Linked DNA regions of Zea mays: all the other regions are linked to region 3. A link is a contact called in public Hi-C data. All regions are on one chromosome and are shown on one strand. Each heading gives the region's core, a stretch centred on a gene start, on an enhancer-like site or on the middle of the called end of the contact. The rest is flanking DNA. Distances are from core to core; before and after follow the strand shown. Region 1 holds the start of LOC100273665 (putative calcium-binding protein CML48). Region 2 holds the start of LOC100192963 (ribosomal protein). Region 3 holds the start of LOC100272790.

Region 1 (3,383 bases), core at 34-2,533, 830 kb after region 3:
CTTAACAGAAAGAACAATTCCGCTAAATTAGAAAGGATGGCGTGCAGCGCCAACTGCTGCTTATGAGCACATATTCTAAGTTACGCATATTCTAAATTAGCATCACTGAGCATTCATATTATCTGAAGGAGCAGCAGCAACTAGCACCGTGCGATTCCAGGTTTGAGCACATATTCTAAGTTGCAGTATGAAGAGAACGATTAGAAATGAAACAAATTCAACTATCACTGTGCAACCAGAAGAATGATGGGTGGCAGGCATGCATCATTGCGAACCTGAACCTCTATATCAATTAATATTATGGTAGCGGCATCAAATTTTGCAGAGGCCGAATTATCGGGAATCCTCGATGCAACGTGCAAGAAGAGAAGGGGAGATCGATTCGAGGAGGCAGGGGGGGAGGGGGTTAGTTACCCATCCGTGACGGCGTGGAGGAGGAGGGGTCGTTGAAGAGGAACATGAGGAGGCGAACGGTGCGGACGCTGAAGCGGTGGTAGGCGGAGGAGAGCGCTCCCTGCAGCTCGCGCTCGTCGATGGCGCCGCTGCAGTCGCGGTCGGCGGCCCGGAAGGCGCGCTCGACGTCCGGGTGCGTCCCCGGCGGGAACGCGACGGGGACGAAGCCGTAGCCGGAGCCAGCGGGACCGAATCCGCCCGCCGCCTGCGAGGGCGGCGGAGGGTAGGCGGGCGGGTACCCGGCGTACGCGCCGTATGAGGAGGAGGAGGGCGGGGCGGCGGATGTAGCGGTGGGCATGTGCGGTGCCGGCGGGGCCGAGGGCGCTGGCCCTTGGCCGTACCCGCCGCCGTAGCTGTAGCTGTGGCCGTAGCGGTTGTAGTCGGACATGGTATGGGGCGGGACCGCGGGAGAGTAGAGGCGAGGCGAGGTGGCCTGGCTACTTCCTCCCTCCGTGTCGTGCTGGCCTGTCGTCGTGAGCAGGTGGGTGGGATGGGACGGGTGCCGAGCAACAGAAACGGGCCCTGCACCCTGCTGTTAAACAAAATGATCTACTGGTTCAGGAACGGAGGAATTCAGGAGCAGATGCTGCGCAAGTGCGCATGCGGTGTGACGAGTATCTATCTATCTATCCATACACTTTTTTCCATCTTATGCGTGTTGGCGCGATCTGTTTTCTTCTCCGTGTCGTCCGTCCTAGCTAGTTGAGTTGGCCATGCCGATCTCATGCACTGCACGCGTCATGGAAGCGACGTGAAGTTTCTGATCAAAACTCTCCGAGATTTGGAGAAGAACCGCGAGATGAGAAAGGGGGGAGAGGGGAAGGAAACACCCGTGACGACGACGCGTGCATGTTGTGAGCAGTCGTGCGGGCGTGAGCAACTTGGCTAAGGAACCGTCTGTCCGTACCCAACTTCGCCATCTTCCACCACGCCGCGTCGAAGCGAGCGTACGCGCTACGCGACTGCGGACAAACAAACGAGTGCGCCACCGTCGTCGTCGTCGTCAGGCTCCCACCAGCAGCCGCGGCTCTGGCTTTCCCGCGGCCGCCGATGCCCTATCACTCCACACGTTTGACTATACAAGTCGGCTGCCTTTTCACCATTTTCTACATATATGCTCAAGTAGATAGATCCGATCAAACGCTAAGGTCTGGTCTGGTTATGCGAGTCGGATCATGTTGGATTATTCGTCAGTTTTTTTTTCTTCTTTTTTTGAGTTAAGTGCCGTTTGGATGTGTTTGTTTTGGAGGAACTGAAATTTACTCCCTCCGATCGTTTTGTATTTTTAATAGATTTATACAATAATTGATGTATGTGTTTTATATATATTTAGATTTATAATCACCCATTTAAATATACACATAAAAAAGTAAGAGCCGAACGAAGGGAGTACTTAGTAATCTATTTGGCTTAGAATTTAACATTTCAATATTTTCCAAAGCTTAGATATAATAGTATTGTCTATAGTGTAAATTCTCTATTTTACATGATCTGCTGCGAATATCTTAAAGGTGTTAGCTCGTTGTTGGGGCCAATCACTCAACGAACTCTAGGGTCGACGCACAACACGTCCATGATGAGTGGTCGGACCGTATGTGACTGCAAAGAGGTCTTCGGTCTTCCGTGCAGGCGTGTGGACCGTCCGCGTGTGAGCGGCGGACCCTCCGTGAGGCGCGCAGAGCGCTTTGTAAATCTTCTGTAAAACCTATATCTCACCTCCCGTGGGGGACACTATCGGAGAGGAAGCATATTTGGGTTGTCTTTGGATCGACATGCTACCTAAGACGTCTCGAGACGATGTTGAGCCGAAGAGAGGTAAAGATTGAGGTTAGACAACTATAACTAGAGCTAAATTACTCCTACTTCTAATGCATAAGGTAGATTTGGGTTGATAGATCGATTGTTGTGTATTTCAATCGGTCGTACCCCTTCATGTATAGTAGGGGAGGAGGTCTAGACCAATTCCTAGATGATTTCCAATAGTTATCGCGAGATTTGCTAGGATAATCACGCAAGGGATAAGGGTTTCAGGCTGAATTAATTTATTCACAGACCGTTCGTGCTAATTCCAAAGTTCTAAGGCGTGGACCGTCTGGGCCACACGGCCAGACCGTCCGCCGTTCAAGTTCCAAATATAGTGCTCAACACATGCCCTCTGCCTTTTGGTGGAGCTAAGTGAGCCAAAAGCATCTGGTACAAGTTTTAATAAACTCGATGTGAGAACATCAGCCTTCTAAGGGTCTGTTTGGTTGGGTTGTGGCTGTGAAAAAAGTTGTTGTGGGCTGTGAGCTGTGGAAAAAACTGCTATAGGCTGTAAGCTGTTAAAAAGCTAAAAACCGTTTGGTGGAAACCACTAAAAGTCGTTAAAAATTATTCGATATATGTTTTCATAGTTCCATCCGAAAAGCTACTAAAAGCAGGTCTAGGGGTGTTTTCAGATTTGCACTACGAGAAAGTCGGCTTTTAGAAAAAGCTGCTTCCTAAATCCAGCCCTTTGGTTAGCTTTTGGCTTTTAGAGGGGCAAAAGCCAAAGCCAAAAGTCAAACCAAACACACCCTAAGCATCTTGACATACAATGGTATGATGTTGTTTTAGAAAATAGACATCTAATGCTTTAGGTAACTTCTCGCCTTGCAATGTTTCTAGTATGTATGCATTACCCGTGTAACTCGGTAAGGCACTTCCCAGCTTGGGGACCATTTGCCTAACTTTTAGTCCCTACTGCTCATTGGCAAGATTGCCTTCTAGACCAGATATCCGACATGGAATGACTTAGCCTTTACCTGTTTATTATAGACTTTGGCAACTATAAATTTGTATTTATCAATATTTCTTTAAGCTATTATTCTATTGTCAGTCACCTCATCAATATTATCTATCATTAAATCATGACAGTCACCGACAGATAGATTATAAAAGGAAGGACCAGG
Region 2 (3,401 bases), core at 610-3,109, 520 kb after region 3:
TGATCGGAGATCCCGTGAAGTAGAGTGGAGAAACAAGCTAGGAAAGATCCCTTCTTTAACTCATTTCTGATGCACATCTTTCCTATCTGTAAGGCAGGATGGTTTTTACCTTAATGTATTCCAAGAGTCTTATAAAGGTGAGATGTTGTCCTACAGAACATCTTCTGAGGAATACACCTATATGAGTCAGACTGCTAGTCACAGTCTATGGGATTTGGGTAATCCCTAAATACTCATGAAAGGCACTGAAGTGTGACTTATATGCTTCTAAACAGCGGGAATACCCTTCTGCAGCCTAGTATCAGCAAAGGATTTGAGTGAATCTTATTTCGCACAAAACTGTCAATTCAAGGCATAGTCCATTGTTCAGTTGTGAATAAGTGAAACTCTTATTCTAGATGGATGTTCAACTTAACAGTCTCCATCGAAACACTGGTATATCAAAGGATTGTGATTCTGATACTTCATCATTACAAACCCTAGAGTTTGGTGGGGATTGTTGGATCTTTTATGGACTTGGCCCATTTATTGAATAAACTCTATGGTGTGTAATGGTGGAGAATACCAATAGTACCACATTGGAAGTCCAAGGGTCTTTTGCCTTGACTTATATGGTGGGATTTATTCCACTTAACTTGAGAAGTCAAGAAATGGACAAGGGCGTGCCACACGCGCGCGCGCGCCGCCGCCGCCGCCGGCCGGGCCGGGCCGGGCGTGGCGTGGCGAGGCGAGGCGAGGCAGGCAGGCAGGCGAGCGGGCGTGGTGTGGTTGTGTTAATTTTTAGCACTCACTAACCGCGTCAGCCGAGTGACCCTGTCTCTTCGTCAGCCAGCCGAGTGACCCTTCTCCTTCAGCTGCCGACTTATGGCGTGACTCGGCGAGAGCTGGCCGACTCATGGCATAACTCGGCTAGAGCTGGCCGACTCTTGGCGTGACTCGACGACCTTTCTCCTTCAGCTTCCCTCTGCGAGAGGTTAAATAGAGGAGCACCCCTGTCACTCGGTACACGCGAGAAAACACTTTCAGAACACAGTCCAGCAGCCGAGTGAGGGTATTTCCATCTCGTGACTCTGCGCGCACAGAGAAGCGAGAGGGCAGGTGCCTCCGGAGCCCTTGCCGTTCGAGACCTTGCACGAGGGATCGACAATTAGGTTTTTGGGGAGCGTCTACGCGACTGCCCAAAGTCTTCTTCCTGCTGACATGACAAGTGAAGTTGGACAAGGATCTAGATCCTCGGAGCGCATGACTGGGTATGATCAATTCATCTCCTTACTGTTTTTCATTCTGCAAATTATATATGTTCATACCTGCTGCTTTATTTATAGCCATAAATTTATCCAATCTGTTTTGTCGTATTATATCATGACGTGTCTGATGCCTGATCATACTAGTAATATGATAAATCTGTTTGTCTTAATTTTACAGTCATGCTGTTTATGTTGCTATCTGTTTAATTTCAGTTGTTCCATAATAATACATGTTCCATGTTTATTTGCTTATTATATTTATATGATTCATATGTTTCATGTTCTCTTGATCCATATTGTTATGGATATATTTGAGATAATGATTTCTATGATTAAACATATTTTATATGTCATCATCATAATGTTAATTTATGGAATTAAAATAATACGGAAAATGCCTATATTTCTAACAGTAAATACGGAAACAGTCAGATTAAATATAGAAAACGGTATGGGTCGGGACGGAATTACCCTAACCAACATACATCCGGAAGAGGCCCCATGGCCCATAACGTTTCTTCCCGCATCCGACGGTTCCAAGCTTAGCACGCGTCATCCATCGGGAGCTCGGTCTAGGGTTTTGCTTCGAGACCGCTCCCACCGCTCATATAAGCTCATATAACAACATCCGTCGCCGCCGTTTCCATCCCATTTTCTCTCCTCTCTCCGTCGCCGCCTCGGGCCAAACCCTACGCAGGTACGCTTCCGCCGCCGTGTCCTCCTCTTTTGCTGACGGCTCGATTTGCGAAATCACATGTTTTGGTGCCCTATCTGGTCTCCATTTCACCGTGTCATATTTCTGTTCCTTCTACAGGGAGTTGATTGATCGATTGCAGCCATGAGGTACTCTCTCTCTGGTCGCTTCTACTGTGTCGTGCATCTGTTTTTTTGCGCTAGAAATGCCTGTTTCGTGTAGTTATCTGGTCGATTGCCATGATAAGATTTAGTCCTACAGGGGATATTTTCAGTTGAATCATGCCTTTAGGATGATGAAAAATCTCGGAGCCCTTTCATGCTTTGATTTGTTTATGATTGATTTAGCTGTTGCCTATCCAATATAGGCCTGCTAACGGGGCGTTGTTTAACGTTTTTTTTTGTGACGGGTTCTAATATATGCTGTGCGTAAATGGATGGAACTTGTTTTACTATGTCTTGGATCGGGATGGGTTGGGTTTACAAGAAACGCGTGTGAGGCGGGTCGGCGCATGCAGTCAGTTAGGAGCCCCTACTGTCGCAGGGCAGCTAGGGACAGCGTCCAGGTCGCAGCTACGCTGAGCGGTGGCGAGGCTGAGCTGCGTGTCATTACTGTTGCGGCACCAGCTCCTCATGGAGCTTATTGTGGGTAGGGCTCTGCGGGAGGGCCACCACATAGGAAAGGAGGGGTGGCGGGAGTAGGCGGTGCTGGTGCCAGAGAGAATGTGCTTGTCAGCAGTGGCGAAGGGCACGGGGAGGGTGGCAATGCCCCCCCAATGCTCCCCTGATTACGTTGGATCCATTAATTTTCTCAGCTAACCCCCATGTAGATAATGCTAAATACCCTCCTAGCAGCCCCCAATCTCAAATTTTGGCTTTGCCCCCCTGCTTGTCAGTGGTCTCTTCCCCCGCTGTGCGGCCAGCCTTTCAATCTGCCATTGCTGGCAGCTTGCATAGAAGGCAGGGAACACTGCTGCTGAGACCTCGTCCTGCGCACTATTGCTCTTTGCACTGGTTCTGTTTTCCTAGATCCATCTGGGCATCTGGCTGCATTTTGTTGTTTTACTATTTTTCATGGAATAGTGATGGGTTTGGAAAGTGAGGTGTGACTGTGTGATAATCACATGGTTTCCACAACAGCTCTTGTGCTCTTTCCTACAACAAGAGAAATGCAGAATTTAATGCTGGCTGGTTATGATAATGGCATGCCAGTTTGGCTTTTCTGTGACATTTTCTCTTGTTTTCTGAAAACATTTTTTGAACAATCTTTGAGACTCAAAATTTGTATCCTACCATCTTCAATTTCGGCTGTGTTACCATTAGACGGATCTTGGATGCGTTGCTCAGAAATTTCTATTTGTGTTATCTGGATTACTTTTATCCATGATTTATGACAGCTTGGGGATGGACCATTAAACAACCTGACATCATCAGTTAGCATGCTCTACGGTTTAAAATGGG
Region 3 (3,479 bases), core at 344-2,843:
TGCATGATGCATAACGTGGGTGCAGTTGGACCATGGCCATTATGTTTAGAGGCAGGAACCAGGAAGCATGCATGCGTATAGCAAGTCAGATTTTGAATGAAATTATCATCCAATTTACACGCACCAACCAACCAGCTGCCAGCTAGCCGCATATATATGGCTCATTCAATTAATATTCTTGATTGGTAGACCACGGCCGGCCCGTTTAGGACTTGTTCCGTTAGGGTAGATTAAGGCTTGTTCGGTAAAGGTTGGATTGATGAGAAATAATTCACTCCTAACCGAATAAGTTCTAAGAGGATTAGTGGGATTAAGGGCATATGCCACAGTTTATCTAAGGTTAGTCGTTTGAATTGAAGAACTAACGTTAGACAAAAAAGTTAGCTAAGCATGGTAAGTTAGACAGCGAACTAAACAGACTTTAAATCCCCTCCCATACAAATTTGTATAGAAAAGGGAATTAAATTCTCCTAGATCCACCTAAAACCGAACAAAGCCTCCGTCGGTTCGAACATATATACCCCTGTCCCTTTTCAGCTAGCTAGCGATCGGACAGCCGCATATGACCCCACGCGGACACGCAGTGAGAGAGACGTGCAGATCCAGCCATGCATGCATGCATATATTGGAGCAGTCAAAGCAGTGAGATGAGAATGAGATGAGAGTAGGTGTGGCGGCGCCATGAATGAGATGAATAAGGTACGGTTGCAATTACTGCCGCCTTGGGCCGGTCGATCGATCGATCGATCGGTCTCGGTCCTCCCCCGCGCGCGGCACGGGCCGGCCGATACATAAAAACACACAAAAGACTTGACCGTGCCTGTGCCTTCTTGCCTAGCTGGCTAGCTCTATCATCCATCTGGACCATGCATGCATATGCACGTACTGTCAGTGAGCTGATGATGACACAACGACCCAACTAAATAGCCGACTTCAGTAGGGACCCTAATTAACTAGCTATATACACCTTCTTAATTGTTACCACTACTACGTACTACGATTAGTATTCATATGTGGTTGTCTCCGGCCGTACGTACGTACCTCTTGTTGGACGCGCTGCTTCGCTGATGGCTCGTCGACCGCGCGTACAAGCAGGTAAATCTTGCGCACGTCAGGCTGCACCCGCAGTATCTTCTCCACAAGGACTGCATCATCATATCCATATGCATATATATCATTCCAACGACGACAAACTAAATCGTCAGTACTTCTACCTAGCTTTTCTAATAGTACCATTCAACACAAGCCCAAAAAAAGGCTATATGAGCACACACTTAATTTGCAAAGAACGAAGGTGCACACACACACACTTGTATTAGCTAGCTAGCTAGCTAGCAGGTTTATATATATAGAAACTGCATGCATTTGTACTTACTCTTTCCAAGAAACCCTGTTGAGCCGGTGACGAGGATGCACTTGCCCTTGAAGTACTCTACGATCCTCGCCGCGTCCATCATCATCGCCGCCGATATCGTCTTGGCCTAGCTAGGATCGGTCTCAAGCTATAGAGCGAACGAACCGGCCGGCGGGGCAGCCGCCTCGCGCTCGACGATCCTGCAGGCTAGTGTGTTGGGCGCGCGCGTGTGAGAATTGTATGGCGTGTAACAGAGAGAAGGCGGGGCTATTATAAATAGAAGATGGCGAGATGCATGGAGGGCAGACAACCACCACCAAACAAGATAACAAATAAAATAGAATTGGTCTCGTCAGCACAAATATCTATACGCGTACGCGGAGGAGGAGGCAGCCAGAGCAGGAAGCTAGGAAATGTACGGCACGATGCGGTGTTGGTGTGCGGTCGCTGCAAACTTTAAAACGTTCCAGGACCGTGTCTCTATAAAGATGTATTCGGATCCCATACGTACGAAAACGAATTTGATGTCACTATTTATCATATTTTGATTTAGAACATAGCATTTTTTCTCGATAGATTTATAGTTGGTAAAAATCATATTACAATCAAAACCATGAACATCATACATAGATACCTTATGGGCATATTCAATAATATATATACATATATATTCTTTAACAATAAATTCATATGCCTTCCTTATAAATTAAAGGTTGAAAAATCGTCTTAAACTTTTGTGTCACACTTTTATCAAGATATATATTAAGGGCACCGCAGGAGCACGCCATATATGTACCCCAATCATAGAGTTGTACACTACTCAACATACCACCGTAAACAGTAGACACACATCACTACACCTTTAAATCGGGAGTTTTTTTTTGTGCACCTCCTCCCAACGCCCACGCGTCGAGGAAAATGCTAAGGTTTGAACCTCAGCCATCGAGAACAAACCAACTGCCCTCTACTACTGTTGTGCACATTTTCTAGGAGTATACTAGCAAATAGCTGCTAGTGATCGATGATTGCCCAAACACAGATCATGTGACCAACACAACCCTTCCAATCAATGTGTGTTTTTCAGTACGTAGATGTCGTAGTGCAGATCAACTCGTTAAGAAGTAACATGATCACAACCTAAAAAATCGATTGCCCAAACTTGTGCAAACTCTTCAGCGAATCGAGGTTTCATATTTTCTCTCTCTCCAACGTCATTGTCATACCGGCGTCAAGGATAGAGGAGCCTCCCTTATCTAAAACCCTAACTCGTTGTAGATTGGTTGTCTCTCCCGCATTTCGGTGAGAACGTCCTCTCTATTATATATAAGGATTAGGCTAAGGATAACCACACGCAAAAAAGTTAGGAAACTAACTCGGTTACAATCTCTATGATTTGATGGATTTAGTTCCAAACTTGTCATGCAAGTCAAAGCTGAATTATTGTAGAAAATTGTAACAGATAGAAAGGAAATTATCATAAGTCGCAAGTCATACAAAAAACAATGAAACACTCTCATGTGGTTTTAGCTTCCTCCCTCTCATGCTTCCCTTCAAGGAACGACAAGAGACATGCTATTTCTTTTGGCTTCATCCCACTTCCACTTTCACGTGGGAGTAAAAATCCACTACTTGTACTCCCACTATTCATGAGTGGCCCTTTGAGATTTATTCTAGAATTTGATTGTTAAGTAAAATGGGCCAAGCCCAATAAACTCCACGAATCCCCCACCAGATCTTGAAGGCACAACATAATTGACTTTCCAAATATCCTTAAGGCCCCGTTTGTTTCATTGGAATCGAATTTAATTCTAATAATTATAATTTTGACACAAACTAATTAAGTTAATATATTTATATATATGTAATATATTTGTATATTATCTTAAATCATATGAGAGAGATAGTTATACACTACACTTATGCTATAAAGAAGTAAGTATAAAAGTATGTTATAAGTTGTACATCAGAAAAGTAGCATGTATATCTATAGAATCAATTTCCATCTCTCACCCCATGAATTTGAGATAGGCTTATATATAAACTTTGGAAAGTTGTGGAATCTCACATTCTAAAAAATAGCCTACTCTATTAGTTAGATTCCAATTCCTCAAAATGAAGGGAAATA

The links. Hi-C and Micro-C count contacts between places; a contact is called where the count stands out from the background.
Region 1: a Hi-C map of ear shows a contact between it and region 3, with 2.1 times the contacts expected there. The contact joins the promoter of LOC100273665 here to the promoter of LOC100272790 in region 3. A contact is called at or near these places in 3 of 25 Hi-C or Micro-C datasets (bundle sheath, ear and endosperm).
Region 2: a Hi-C map of tassel shows a contact between it and region 3, with 4 times the contacts expected there. The contact joins the promoter of LOC100192963 here to the promoter of LOC100272790 in region 3. A contact is called at or near these places in 2 of 25 Hi-C or Micro-C datasets (ear and tassel).

Annotation. Positions count from the first base shown.
Region 1 is chr4:54,563,545-54,566,927 of Zm-B73-REFERENCE-NAM-5.0, reverse strand. LOC100273665 (putative calcium-binding protein CML48) reads right to left here and starts at 1,283. Exons shown (of 5, transcript NM_001148078.2): 1 at 415-1,283. The coding sequence starts at 841.
Region 2 is chr4:54,868,627-54,872,027 of Zm-B73-REFERENCE-NAM-5.0, reverse strand. LOC100192963 (ribosomal protein) reads left to right here and starts at 1,859. Exons shown (of 6, transcript NM_001138139.2): 1 at 1,859-1,944; 2 at 2,062-2,090. The coding sequence starts at 2,086.
Region 3 is chr4:55,390,755-55,394,233 of Zm-B73-REFERENCE-NAM-5.0, reverse strand. LOC100272790 reads right to left here and starts at 1,593. Exons shown (of 5, transcript NM_001147243.1): 1 at 1,376-1,593; 2 at 1,042-1,145.